Linked DNA regions of Anas platyrhynchos: region 1 is linked to region 2. A link is a contact called in public Hi-C data. All regions are on one chromosome and are shown on one strand. The core of a region is the stretch at or near the end of the contact, and the rest is flanking DNA. Distances in the headings are between cores, read along the strand shown. Region 1 overlaps RUNX2 (RUNX family transcription factor 2). Region 2 overlaps SUPT3H (SPT3 homolog, SAGA and STAGA complex component).

Region 1 (7,357 bases), core at 1,725-4,224, 170 kb after region 2:
TGCATGCCACGGAGAAGCCAACCATTTTTCAGTAGTGACACGGCAGGTTTCTTACCAGCTTTTTGAATTCATCTCCTGGTATTACTGGTATGTTTTACGGGAGCAGAGCCCTGCTACTTTTTTGACTTCTGAGGACTTTACATGCATTTCTTATATCTGGAAGCATGTGTTAATAACTAGTACCCCTTTCTACACTGAAGCAAAACTTGCCCCAGAGCCAGTCAGCATCAAATCCGGAGGCAGAGCGCACAAGTTTCAGCCATCAGTCCTTGCTTACTACCAAAAACCTAGTGGAAAAAAGTAATATTCTGGAATTCATTTATTTATTTGTCTATCTATTTATTATTTACTTAATATGATCATTTTCCAACCTGACTTTTGAACCTCTGTGCTTATATTTGTATTGGGGACTAGAAATACTAAAAATCAGTGTGTGGTGCTGAAATATTAAATGGTGTCAGCTAATTTCAGGACACAACGAGTGTTCTTTTATCTAGGCCGTAAATCAAGGGGACAGGGACACAGTAGTTAAACAAACCAGAGTTGTCCAGAGTCTGAATACGAACGTTGTAGTTACAGAACCCATTACCACATGTCTACTTAACAGACCAAATAACATGCAAATCTGGAGTTACTATTTGTCTTTTTTTTTTAAAAAAAAAAAAAAAAGTGCAAAGAATAGCTGGGCAAACAGTCAATTCGCAGCCAAAGCGAAAGCAAAGCACTGCCAAGAGCCACTGGAGCTTATCTTGCCCCTGCTGAAATGAATGGAAATTTGGGCAATCCCTTCTGTAGCACTAAGCTTACTGAAGTTGACACATTTTGACCTGATGCTCATTTTCACGAATTAATTAAAAACTTTTAGCAGGTAGATGTTGGAAAGAGAATATTGGCACGTCCTCAGCTATAGTAATAATTGCTGACGTTGCTGTAGTCACTCCAACTAAAAATATCCAAGGCAATAACAAACCCCATGAACCCGTTCACTTATTCCTTTTTCACAAAGGCTATTTACTTCTATAGCTCAAAATAAATCCTGTACTCATCATATTTACAGCACATTCCAGCCCGGCAAACTGGCATCGAAACTATTTATTTAGGGAACATCATCCAGGTTTGCATCTTTCAAATTCGACAATTATTTTTCCTCTCGAGCATACGATACTTACAACGTGAGCGCGCTAGGCCCGGGTTTTAGAAAAGTAACAGTAAACAAACCCTGTGCTGTTTAAAACATTACCTTTTTGGCAAAAAGCGATATAATTATGGCTGCATCCATAACTTAATTAAAAGGGAAAAAGCTGAAAGACAATCAAAATTGCAGCAATCGTAGCTGTACTAATGAAAATCTTATTTTATAAAGTGGATCTGAAGGTGTTTGTTGAGACATAATTTGCAGTGCAAGCACATTTTTTCACTAACCCTCCTGCAATTCTCTAACATCTTAAAATATGACCCATTTTGCAACCAGGGCTAAAATTCCGAGAAGTTCTGAAATGAAAGCCGAGGAAAGCCGAGCAGCAGGGTTGCTCTCCATTTCAGCCAAATCCCAGCCAAAGTTCCAGATTATATATATCATAACATGAATTACTATTTTGAAAAAATCCCGTCCAGCTTTTATGCAAGTCCATAAACATTACTGGTACTTTTATTAATTTGTCCATAACCATTTAAATAAAATGCTAGTACTCTGAGCTGTGATCTGTTCCAGGCTGTAGTAAGTTCCTGTTAAATGTGTAAATGTTCAGCAGAAAGATATTTTTGCTTGGAGACTGAAAATCAGCTGTGCCAGATACCTGAAACTTTGTTAGGGCGTTCAGTGGAAAATTTTCTTTCAAGATTATAAATAACCGTGGACTATTTTAAGTGACCTTACACTGGTAGCTTCCAATAACATATTTGGGTTTATCCTAATTAACTTTTTATTTTATTTTAGTAGGAAGAGAGGCGACTGTAAAACTTTTAGTGTGGCCAATTAAAAGTGGAAATGTATCTTCTTGTTTGAAATGTAATGACTGTCAGGTATATATAGCATTTGGGTATAAGACATCCTCTTGCCTTCTTTCTAGCACCTTTGGAATAGCTCTAATGGAAAGCTTTTCCCTTCCAGCTAAGGGGGGGTGGGGGGGAATAAATTAATAAAACATGGTGGTCACAAACATTTTACTCAAATAATTATGAAAAGGTGTATTTTCGGTATTGCAACTACAGTAAGGTGGAGCTTCTGAATATCCCCTGTGCTCTCGGTGGAGTGTGATGGTCCTTTGGAGGTGCCTGTGGCCCCTGGGGGAAAGCAGCCCCCTGTCCTTGCTGCAGGAGGGGGGGCAAGCTCAGGGAGGGTTTGCTCCTTACCCACAGAGACTGCATAGGTGCAGTAGGGTAGGAAACTTCCCCCATCCCCTCTGGTATTTGAAGAGGAAAAGAGGAATGAAAAAAAAAAAAGAAGTAAAACATAAAGGAATAAATAAAGAAATAAAAATAAAGAAATAAATAAAAAAATGAAGAAACAAAGAAAGAAATAAAAATAAATAAAAAATAAAGAAAATATAAAGAAATGAAGAAATACCAAATAGAAGCACGAAGAAATAAAAAATAAAGAAATGAAATAAAGAAATAAAAATAATAAAGAAATAAAACATAAAGAAAAAAGACAAAAAATAGAAATAAAGAAATAATAATAAGGAAATAAAGGAGAAAAAAAAAAGAAAAATGAAAAAAGGAAAAGGAAAAAGGGAAAAAATAAAAAAATGAAAAAAAAAAGATAAAAAGTTAAAAAAATACATTTAAAAAATTTAAAAAAGAGTGAAAACGGGTGTAGCTGCGTGCAGGGCGGCGGCGCAGGGGCTGTCGCCCCCCGATGTGGCCGTGGGAAAGACCCCGGGGGGGGCCGGAGCGGTCCCGGCAGCCGCCGCCCCCCCCCCGAGCCGCGCGGAGCGGCGGTGCGCGGAGCGAGAGCTCTCCCCTGCGACCGATCGGCAGAGCTCGGCCTCCGAGCGCCGCGGCGGGGCCGCCCGGCTCCTGCTGCCCCACCTTCCCCTCCGGTCCCCGGGGGTGTGGGGACGACACACGGTGACCCCCCCCCCCCCCCACCACCCCCGGCGGGGATCAAAAGGGGACCGGCGGGAGGGCACGGGGAGAGCCTGGGGGGGCTCAGCTCCGCCAGCCCATCTCTGCACGGAGGGTGGCTCGGTGTAAAGGATGCGTGGAAGGGAGGTCCCCCTTCCAGGACACCCCCCCCAAGGCCCCCACCCATGGGCACCCCCCCAGGGACACCCAGCACGGCCCCCCCCCCGCCACGCCGGCCGCTCGCAAGAAGGTGGCAGGAGCCCGAAGGAGCAAAACCTTAGAAATTAGCGGGAGGGATGTGATAGGTCCTTATCTGCCCCGGGAGGCGGTTACACTTTTTTACTATTGGGTATGTAAATTGTTTTTAATAAGATCTGCCTTTTTTTTTTTCTTTTTTCTTTTTTTTTTTTTTTTTTTTTTTTTTTTTTAAGGCAGAAAACAAACCAGACTCCCTTTACCTTAATAGTCTGAGGGGGGTTTTATAGCTTTCATTCATTCAAGGAAATGTTTTAGGCGTTAGACTACCGGAGACTTAGAAAAAAAAAAAGAAAAAAAAAAACTTTGGCACCAGCTTATTATTACTTTTTTTTTTTTTTTTTTAAACAAGATTTTTCATATATATATATTTTAAAACAAACAAGCCCCAAAGTGTTAATGGAAAAAACCCGGCGAGAAGTGGAGCTCGGAGACCGTGTCCCGCTGCCCCCCTTCCCTGTCCTCGTCCCCCTCCCCGTGGGTGAGCCCGGCTCGGAGCAGAGTTTCTCCTCCTGTGGGGGATGCACATTGTTTTATTTATTTTGAAGGCTGCAGAAGTCTGAGGACTGAAGCACCACGTGCTGCTGACTCTCATCAGCATAATGATCGCCTTAGCCAGAGAGTCCTGTATATATAAACCACAAAAACCTAATCATTAGAAATCCCAGCCTCCAAAAACCACATTCAGGACAAAAAACCGTGGCGTGTTTTTTCGGCTCCTTCATCTTCCCCGACCTCAACTTCTTGGGACCCAAAAGAAGTTTTGTTGTTTTTGCTTTGCTTTTTTTTTTTTTTTTTTTTTTCAAAACGATTTTCAGAAAGAAAAATAACTCAGACAAACCGACGTTTTAATGATTTTTTTTTGCTGCTGTTGTTCATCAGGGGCGGAAAAAAAAAAAAAAAGGAAAGATTTTTGTTAGCCTATTCAACTCAACGGACTTGGATCCAGCAGCGACTTAATTAAAAGGACCGGACTGCACCGAGGCTGCCTTTTCCCAGAATTTACTTGGGCATATTTTAGAAATCAGCCTAAAGAGAACTGTTTTTTTTTCTTTCTTTCCTTTTTCCCTTTTTTTTCTTTTCCCCAAACTGCGCTCCCCGCTTTTTTTTTTTTTTTTTTTTTTTTTTTTTTTTTTTTTTCTCCCTGGGAATCCGAAAGTTCAACTTTTCTTAAGCCCCGAAGCCTCCCAGAGGAACCGGCTAAAGCCTCTCTTCTCATTCTCAGCTGTGGGACTTCCCTCCTGGCCCGGCCCCCCTAAAACTTTCTTTTCACCCCAACCCCCCCCCCCCCTCCGGGAGCGCCTTTCGGAGCCCCGGCTTCCTAAAGCCAAGGGCAAGAAGCGGGGGGAGCCCAGCGGGACTTCGTCCGTATTTCTTTTTTTTTTTTTTTTCCTTTTTTTTCTCCTATTTTCTTTTTTTCGCTGTTTATTTGTCCGGAGGAGGAAGACTTCTTTGGAGGAAACCGGGACGTTCCCCTCGACACCCCCCTTGAAAGTTCCGCTCCTCTGCTGGCCGCCGCGCACAGCAGCAGCCCAGGAAGCCCGAGCGGCAGCAGCGCCTTCTCTTCTCCCCAGCCAACCTTAGAAAATCCGAAAAGAAAAAAAAAAAAAAAAAAAGGACTGGGAGGGAGGGGAAGGAAAAAAAAAAAAAAGGAAAGAAACTCAAGCACTTGAGGAAAGAAGCGGTGGCGAGAAGGAGGGAAAGGAGCAGAGAGACTGTGCGAGAAGGGAGGAAGGAAGGAGGAGGAGAAGCGGCGCGGTGCAGCCGGGACCATGCAGCTTCCAGCCGGGCTCTGCTGAGAGCCGCAGCCCCGGCCCCAAGCCCACCGTCGCCCTCCTCGCTGCTGCGGGCTGCAGGCGCCCCCAGACCGGCATCGCATCGCCCCCCGCCCCGTCCGGCTGCCTCGGAGAAAAACAAACAAACAAACCAAAAAACAACAGACTGAGATTTTTTTTTTTTTCCTCGTGCATTTAATCTGCTGGCTTTTTTATTATTGTTATTATTATTTTTTTTTCGCTTTTTGGCCCTTGATCTTGACGCCTCCACTTTTTCATTCACCCTTTTTTTTTCGACGATTTTTTTTTTTAATTTTTATTTTTTACAACCCCCTACCCCCCCCCCTTTTTTTTTTTTTTTCTACACGCCTCCTCCAGCGATCCCCCCTCACCGCTCCCCCCCCTTCCCCCCCCCCCCGCCCCCCAATTCGCTAACTTGTGGCTGTTGTGATGCGTATTCCCGTAGATCCCAGCACCAGCCGGAGGTTCAGCCCCCCCTCCAGCAGCCTGCAGCCCGGCAAGATGAGCGAAGTCAGCCCGGTCGTAGTAGCCCAACAGCAGCAGCAGCAGCAACAGCAGCAGCAGCAGCAGCAGCAGCAGCAAGAAGCCGCGGCCGCCGTGCCCAGGCTGCGCCCCCACGATAACCGCACCATGGTGGAGATCATCGCTGACCACCCCGCCGAGCTGGTCCGCACCGACAGCCCCAACTTCCTGTGCTCCGTGCTGCCCTCGCACTGGCGCTGCAACAAGACCCTCCCGGTGGCATTCAAGGTGAGCCCCCCCCCCCCCCCCCCCACAACGCCCCCCCCCAACAACCCTCAAGACCCAGCCCCCCCGGCGCCCCCCCCGCCTTTCCCCGCCGATGCTGTCCTGGCAGAGGGGATTTCGTGCCCCCCCCCCCCCCTCCCGGAGTCATTGCTGTGTGTATGGGGTCCCCCCCCCTCAGCACTCCTCATCCTGAAGTGCCCCCTCTCCGTCTTGTGTTGATTCGTGTCCCCCCCGTGTGTCCCCCTCTCAGCGCTGCAATGACTTCTGTGCCCCCACAATGACTTCTGTGTCCCCCTCAGTGACTTCTGTGCCCCCCTCAATGACTTCTGTCCCCCCCTCATCCTTCAGTGCCTGCTGTGTCCCCCCCGTCTTGCAATGACTTCTGTGCTCCCCCCCTACAGTGTCTCCTGCCCCCCCACTCCGTCCTGCAATGACTCCTGCTCCCCCTCCCTCCTTGCATCTGTCTCCCCCCACACACACACACTTCAGCCTGCAATGATTCCTGAGCCCCCCCCATCTTGCACTGATTTCTGTGCCCCCCATCCTGCTGTGCCTCTTGTGCCCCCCCCTCCCGTCTTGCACTGCCTCCTGTGTGTCCTCCTGCCGTCCTGCACCAACTTCTGTGCCCCCCTCCCTCCGTCCTGCAGTGACTTCTGTGTCCCCTCTGTCCTGCAGTGACTTCTGTGCCCCCCCAGTGCCTCCTGTGTCCCCCTCCCACCCCCATCCTGCACTGACTCCTTCCTCCCCCTCCCCAATGTCTCTGGTGTATGCGTGTCCCACTGACCCTCAGGAGCTTCTGTGCCTCCTGTGTCCCCCCCCCAGGCCTATAGGGGTTTTGTACCCCCCTCGTGCTTCAGTACCCCCTGCACCCCCCCAGCCTGGCAGTGCCCTTTGTACCCACCCTGTCCTGCTGTCTCCTGTGCCCACCCCATCCCGCTGTGCTTCCCGTGTCCCCTGCAATGCCTGGTCACCCCCCCCTCCCCGTCACCTCCCACCCTATGGGGGTCATCCTGTTATTTCTCTCCCCACAGGGCAGAACTGGTGTCCCCCCCCTCAAGCGTCTCCCTCTGTCCGTGTGCCACCCCCAGCCCAAATCCTCTCTTTCCCACTTTTTTTTTTTTTTTTAAATCCCCCTCCCCCCCCATTGAGGAATGGGCAATTTACTCGTGTGCAAGAGCTGGGTGCAAAATGGATGCCCCCCCCTTCAACCTCTGCCTCTATCCCCGTCCTGAGGCTGGCGGGGTGCACACCGGGGGGGTGCTGTGAGACGTGTTGTAAGGGATGGGGTCCCTGGGGGGGGTCAGGCTGGGGTGGGAGAACGGGAGTGGGTCTTCAGTGCCACCCCTCCTCCCCCATCCCAAAGCCCCCCTGTGGCCCACAGGCAGCGCGGGCCGAGATGGGGTGGGGAGACCCCAGGGGGGAGGCCGGGACCCCCTCGCTTCTCCTGATGGAGGAGCAGGGAAGTGCCTGGCCCTGGGACACTCCCTCCTCAG
Region 2 (6,852 bases), core at 3,917-6,416:
GTGAAATATGTGACATATTGAATCATGAATACTGGTCAGTACTATTAAATGAAATATTTTTCCATTGGAAAAATCCTATTCATCGAAACAAACAATTCTGGATACAGACACTCAGTAACATTTCACAGGTCCATGGTTAAGATTAGAGAGAGGCATAATGACATTAAAAGATGTATTCACCAGTTCCATATTATGGCACTTGGCATGTGGGGGATGCAGCTTGGGGTTTAGGTAGTGAACAGAGGCTTGAATATTGGTCTTTCCTCTCCAACTATTGGCTAGATCAGGTTCCTCATTTCAGTAGATTTGTGCAAAAATGTTAAAAGCTTGTAGTTCTGTTCTGATGCAAAAGTCAAGCAAATGTCAAAACCTCTAAATTTTGCAGGAGATGGAATTCTTGTTTTCCAGCCAGACATGGTAATAATGGGCACCTCTGAGAAGGACACAAACCCTTTAACGCCTGAGCAAGAACCTGAATTTTAAACTTTCAGGACTTGATTGAGTTCAAAATTAGGCATCATTTAAATCAAGTCTAAAGTTAGTATAATAGAAATGCCACCACCTTCTATTGTAACCGCTCCCATTCACAGCGATTTGAGGGAGTTTCCTAAATGCATGCCTAAATATTGGAAAAAGACCAAAATGAACACAAAGGAAATTCAAGTACTAAAAGCTATACTGAAGCAATCTGAAAGGCTTGCTTTAAACCTGTTAAAGGAAGGAAATTCACAGTTAAGACTGAAAATCCTGGCTGAAACTCCAACCTTCAAATACATATACTGCTTTGCAGAAATAAAAAAGAGTAGGCAAACTATACAAATCAAGACCATAGTGTCAGACTGGATTTCCAGTTTTAACTATGATTTGTGACGTATTAGAGAACACTTTATTTCATTCTGTTTCCATAAAGTGGTAGCTTTGAGATGGGGCAGGCCAAGAATGGTGAAACTATCTGAGCATTTATTACAGAAGCAAGATCACTTCCTCACTTGAGATAGTGAACAGATTTCTTGCCACAGGCCCATTAAAAAAAAAAAAAAAAAAAAAAAAAAAAAAAAAAAAAAAAGGAGAAAAAAAAAAGGAAGCAATACTTCCCGAATTCACAGAACTAGATTTAGCAACAGCATCTTTCCCAGAATAAATTTCTTGGTCATACTAGTATTTCCCACGGGAATATCAATTCAAGATATTCCGTGCAAGCATTTCAAAGCAATTGTTGGTAGCTTACACCAAACTTTGAGGAGGCATTTATTCACAAGTCTCCTCAAGATGGGACTTGATTCAACAAATAATTGTACGTATCTGTGTATACATGTATATATGCATCTACATACATACATGCACATACATATATAGAGATTTAAGGTCTTTCATGAACAAAGGCAGAAATTAGTTCAGGAGCAGAGGTATCGCCCAGATGACCTTTTGAGGCTTCTTGCAGCACAGTTCCTCTGCAAAGATCAGGATTGAAATTCCAGGGTAATCACAGTAAAAATGTGTCATTAACCAAAAGGAAATGCTCCGCTTGTAACTGGTGTGCCACAAACTCAGCGTGTGGAGAGGCAAGAGGATCGGCCTGGGTCACGCAGACACAGGACAGGCAGACTAAGTCCTAAGGCAGGTGTCAAAACTTCTGCACAATTTTAGGCAAGTCATTTAGCTCACTTTTCACGTGTTAAGAGGAATGAGACTGAAATCCTTTCAGGACTAGTGTGAGGATTAACCAGTTATTATTTCAAAAGTGCTTTGAAGACAACAGGTGCTGAGTAAAAATGCTGAGTATTAGCAGGATGACTAATAAAAATCGTTAGTTACAAGGAACAAGAATCAAAGGCGAAGGGGGGTACCACAGAAATCCAAGACATCTGGGGAGGAGAATCGGTGTAATAAAAAGAAAACAAACCAAACCTGTGTTATTTGGCAGTCCCACATGCAAACCACTTGAACTCTACACTTCTGGAGTTTATGTCATCATTGAGCCACCAGCTTCCCACCTTGAGAAAACTGCAGTTTAGAGAAGTATTATTTTAAAGCAGAATGCACAGCTGTACATAGCAGCTATTCAACAAAAAACAACTGCCAGAAAGCCAAGGACACTGCTGGAGTTTTCTTCTTTCCCCCAGAAATGACTATATCTACTCCATCACTCCTAAGATCGGATGTAGGAAATCACAAACACTCCTGAAGACTTCAAGAACCTCTGGTATATTTGGATAATGCAAATGAATTGTGTATTAAACAAAGAAATGATACACACTTCTAAAATATTTTATACAGCCCTCCATAAATCCCACAAACCCTCTCATTAATGGTTATGGTATGATTAATGTTTGTACTGGGCCATTTTAATTAGTTAAACAATTCAGAGTTCTACCTTAAAAAGTAGCTTTGTGAAACTGCAGTAGTTGCAGAATATTTTACTCCTGGGCTTGATAAAACACTAAACCAGAAACTGCTTTAAAATAACTGCCTGCCACAGCACTTTTAGCCAATTTTTGCACCTGGTGCTGAGAGAAAAAGCCAAGTGAACTTTCACTCACTTGTTGCATGTCAGCTTCAATGTGATGTCTTTCTTCTGTTGTGTTTGGGTTTCTAACTGGAAGAGACAAGTAAGCTAAACTAGCAGCCAATCAATTCGTAAATTCTAAGAATGCAATAAAATTTGATACCAATAAATCTTTTCTTTTAACAGCCAGAAGAGATTAACAAAGTTATTTGAAATTTTATCCTCTTCTGTTCTTTCAAAAGGATGATTACCTGACAATCCTATTGAATCAAACAGCAAAATTAAAAGAGACACAATTAAGCTTGTATATACATAGGAACAGGATACGCATTTATGCATATCCCTAGTAGGTCCTCCATTATTTATTAGCCTTGGTGTATTTTTCTTCCTCTTACAATAAAAGTTATTACACCTTTGGATTGTCAAATAAAAATCCAATTGGCTGAGACATAGTCCATCAATATAAAATAACTTTGCACAGCTTCCCTCTCAGCTATAACTCGTCAACTTTTTTCAGCTCTGCCATTTATTTATTTCATGACATTGGGAAAATCCACTTAGTCTTCTTTGTACTTTAATTTCTCATCAGGAAAGTGATCCTTTTTTTTTTTTTTTTTTTCCTAATTTGGAATGATGGTGGCAGAATGTAAGATGAAAATGACAAGCAATGTGAAAGTATATTCTAAAATCACAGATTACAAAATATGTAGTTACTGAGTATTGTAAGAAGGGTTGCTAGGAAAAGTATCTTGTGAGTACATTGTATTTGATACATTAACATCAGGCTGCGTATCGCTATAAAAGTACTCATTATTAATCTCATTCTATATGTGTATATAATATATATATATATATGCATATGCATACATGTATGCAAGTAGGTGACTGTGCAAAGATGCACGCATTCAGACTTGCATGTGTAGAGTGATGTCCATAGATGAAACATTTGTTATAAGACTTTCCATTTTGCCATGGATTTTTGACCAGGATGTAAAAACTGTCTGTCCCTTCTCCTTGCTCATGTGTTCTCGTTCCCAGTGCAATATTTGCAATATTCCACCTCTTGCATCATTATCCATCTACTTTATTTGGCCTCATTAGCAATTCAACGTTTCTGCTGATTATTATTCAATTTATTGATTATATTCTTGTCAGCAGTACTTATTTTCTTGCAAACCTACTTCCCAAACTGATTCTCCAAACCTGAGAAGATTTGGCGAGGTTCAATGCACCAACCAGAGCTTCTCTTTCAAACCTCCTGTCTCTCAGTGCATGCATTCCCACTCTCTTGCTAAAGAACATTTCAAGAGAAGGTCATGGGATCTTCTTCCAAACTCCTTCCACTACAAGTTTGTTTTCATCTTTATTCCACTTCTTTAAACAACCCTCTGAGGAACTTTACGCTTCCTATTCGTCATTTGCAATCCTAGTTCCTCTTTTTGCTCATTATTTTTTTCTGCTACAACAGATAATATATGCATTCCCACAAAGTTGCACCTAGTTTTCCTTCCTGAACACCTTCCCTTGTCATAAATCTCTGGCCTTTTTCCCAACTCTGACCCACCTCAGTACATGCATCATATCCTGCCTACTTAGATTTCCATTTTTCATTGCTCTCTGGCACTTTTGCTCACAGTGTACAGATGTTCTCAGCCTACACTCTCTTCTAAAGAACCCATATCTCAATGCAACCTGTATCTCCAAATCTTTTCCCATTTGTCTCTCTCTCTTAATCTGTAAAACAAAACAAAACAAAACAAAACAACACAGAACATGCAGTTTTCAGCTAACGCACAGACTTCCCCTCTTCTAACTCTGTCTTGGATCAGCTCCAACCTGACTTTTCATAAATCCCCTCCTCCCTTGAGACTATTCATATATGGGACACTACATGTCTCTTCCTGGTCAGAGAATTGGGCCTTCAAAGTCTTTATTTTCTCTGAGTTTTTCACCATTTTTAACACTATTTTTTTTTTTTTTTTAACATCAGAGAACTTTAATTTATCCTCCTGGTTTTTGGAAGCTTCAAGACTTTTGTCATAGAAGTACTTGTGTCATAAGGGACTTTTGTCTGTTACTCTTAGGTGGCCGCTACCTGGCTAAACAGGGATGTCTACATACATAAGACAGTCAATCAAGGCATCTCGTATAGTCACTAGAGACAAATCACCATTCTGCAACCAAACTCACCTTATCCTGAAAATAAACGCCTGAAGGAAGTCAAATAAATGATATTCTACAAGTATCCTTTCTCTCTGTTGACTCTGATTATTCGTCTGATAAACACACTACGACTGGCTGATGTGAATATAAACTACTGATAGCCAACTTGGCAGCATAGTATCCAATATGTCATTTGCATTCAGAGAAGTGCAATGCCTTTACCCTAGATATAAGAAAATGGACAGCCTAACTTACACCTTAAATGTTGCACGTCCAAGGAACAATGTATGAAAATAAGTATTTTAGTTTGGGAATATATATGTGTATATATACATACTACCCTACTGTACTTAAAAGCAGTTCTGAAAACAATCCAGTGGGAGAAGGCTGGCTGTAAAGCATATGCTTTTTAAGAGGACCATCCCTATATCAATTGCTACAGAGCTTCTACAATGTTTTCTCAATTTTATTTCCTTTTAGCTCCCCTCTGACCAAGCCACTTCTTCCATGACATCATGGTAAACTGTCTTGTACCTGTCACAGTGCGTTTTTAAACACCAATTATTTTTTCTTTAATTTTCAGTCTTAACAGGACAAGATTGCGCAGTCGATAGGTCTGGAAGGAAGACAACATCCCTGGAGGGAAAGCTTCAGCCTAGAACAGTGAAATCTGCAGAATAAAGTTTACCAAAGTTTATATGAAGAGAATGTTTTTATGGCCACATTCAGACCTGATAGGGAATTGGGTAAGAATCAACTGTTTCCTCAAAAGGAACCCATTGTCTAGGTGTGTATTTAGTGAATTGTCACTGCCGCCTGGTTTTCTGAGAGGCAACTTAGTGAATGTGAGGAAATGTAAAACACTTATTCCTTGGTGCAGAAAGGTGGGGTTTTGGTTCACTTACAGGGAAAGTCATGAAAAGAAAAAGGTAAAGTATTAAAATCAAGGATCAAGGATAAGCTTACAATGCATTTTCTCCACCTGAATATTTTTCACTTTTCTGTGGAACCCATCAATAAAACTTAAACATTCCTTTATACTTTTAGATACAGCTACACAAAATTCATACACTCCACCTTATATGACAAAAAATATTCAGTTAACACATAGTAAAATCACAAGTGTGGGAGGTAAAGCATACATTTTCCTCTGTCAGGTGTCATTTTTGTCAGAAATGGGTTACAATCCATACTGTGATTTCTGCATTTATTTGCAGCAAGTCTGAGATAAGAAAAGATTGTTTGTGCCGGTTTTTGTGTATAACTCCTTTTCTGTCCACTCAAGGACTATGCTGCCATCAGTACTCCTATCAGGTTGAACTTGTGGCTTGAAGATAAAAGAACACAGAAATAAAACACGTTTGATATCCCCCACAATTAAATAAATACTGATCTAACAGCTTCTGCTGTTATCGCTGTTTTTGTTGGCCAGTGACACTTACAGACACAAAGGGGTTGTATTTGCCAAAACAAAAGCTCTGAAATATTAAGAAAACAAATCTGCAGCACTTCAAGAAGAAAAATAGCTTTTGTAGCTAATTTTCCAATGGTGTCATTCGAAAGTAAAAATTTTCTGATTCTTGGTAACACCTTTGCCTTCAGTTCTTGTTTTCTTTTTAAGATCAACAGAAGCAGAGGATTTTGACAAAGGTGTAGAATATCAGTATTAGCTGTTATCTATTAATAACAAAGTGCAGTATTAGAAAACTCAAGAACTCTGAACACTAGGTGTCAGTGTAAGAAATGGAAAAATATCAAAAACCTGTTGTTTCCAATCAGGTGGATTAGCTAAGAAACCAGAACCAGCTGTGACCACATTTCCTTGTAACTGCATAACACTGTTAACAAGCCAATCTTCCTAAAAAAAGTTATTCTGAACCTATCAGGTTTGCTTGAAATCAGATAAGGTGATTTAAAATCTACAATGAATTTGCTCTGTTAAACTCTCTGAGATGACCTTTACGTTCTATGAGTTACATTCGGGACCATGCAGAATTTAACATTACTCTTCTTTTGCCACAGATATCTACAAATCAGTTTGTGCCATTTGCAACTTTAAGTTTTCAGTTTTATTTGATAAAATCAATGAAGAACAAAAAATCAAACAATACAGCCAGTGCTGTCAAAATTGTGGTGGAAGTCATGAAAGTCACTTCATTCCAGAAATCCAGATTTTATATGGA

The links. Hi-C and Micro-C count contacts between places; a contact is called where the count stands out from the background.
Region 1: a contact with region 2 is called in a Hi-C map of skeletal muscle, with 4 times the contacts expected there. The contact joins two enhancer-like sites. A contact is called at or near these places in 4 of 8 Hi-C or Micro-C datasets (liver, skeletal muscle, small yellow follicle and 1 more).

Annotation. Positions count from the first base shown.
Region 1 is chr3:115,121,312-115,128,668 of IASCAAS_PekinDuck_T2T, forward strand. RUNX2 (RUNX family transcription factor 2) reads left to right here. Exons shown (of 7, transcript XM_038176222.2): 3 at 5,563-5,867. Among named protein-coding and RNA genes, the nearest start is that of SUPT3H, 17 kb to the left of the region's middle. Within about 2 kb of position 2,975, at least 6 of the 8 cell types and tissues checked have an H3K27ac peak or open chromatin away from gene starts, as enhancers often do.
Region 2 is chr3:114,950,750-114,957,601 of IASCAAS_PekinDuck_T2T, forward strand. All of the region lies in intron 3 of SUPT3H (SPT3 homolog, SAGA and STAGA complex component), which reads right to left. Among named protein-coding and RNA genes, the nearest start is that of RUNX2, 110 kb to the right of the region's middle. Within about 2 kb of position 5,167, at least 1 of the 8 cell types and tissues checked has an H3K27ac peak or open chromatin away from gene starts, as enhancers often do.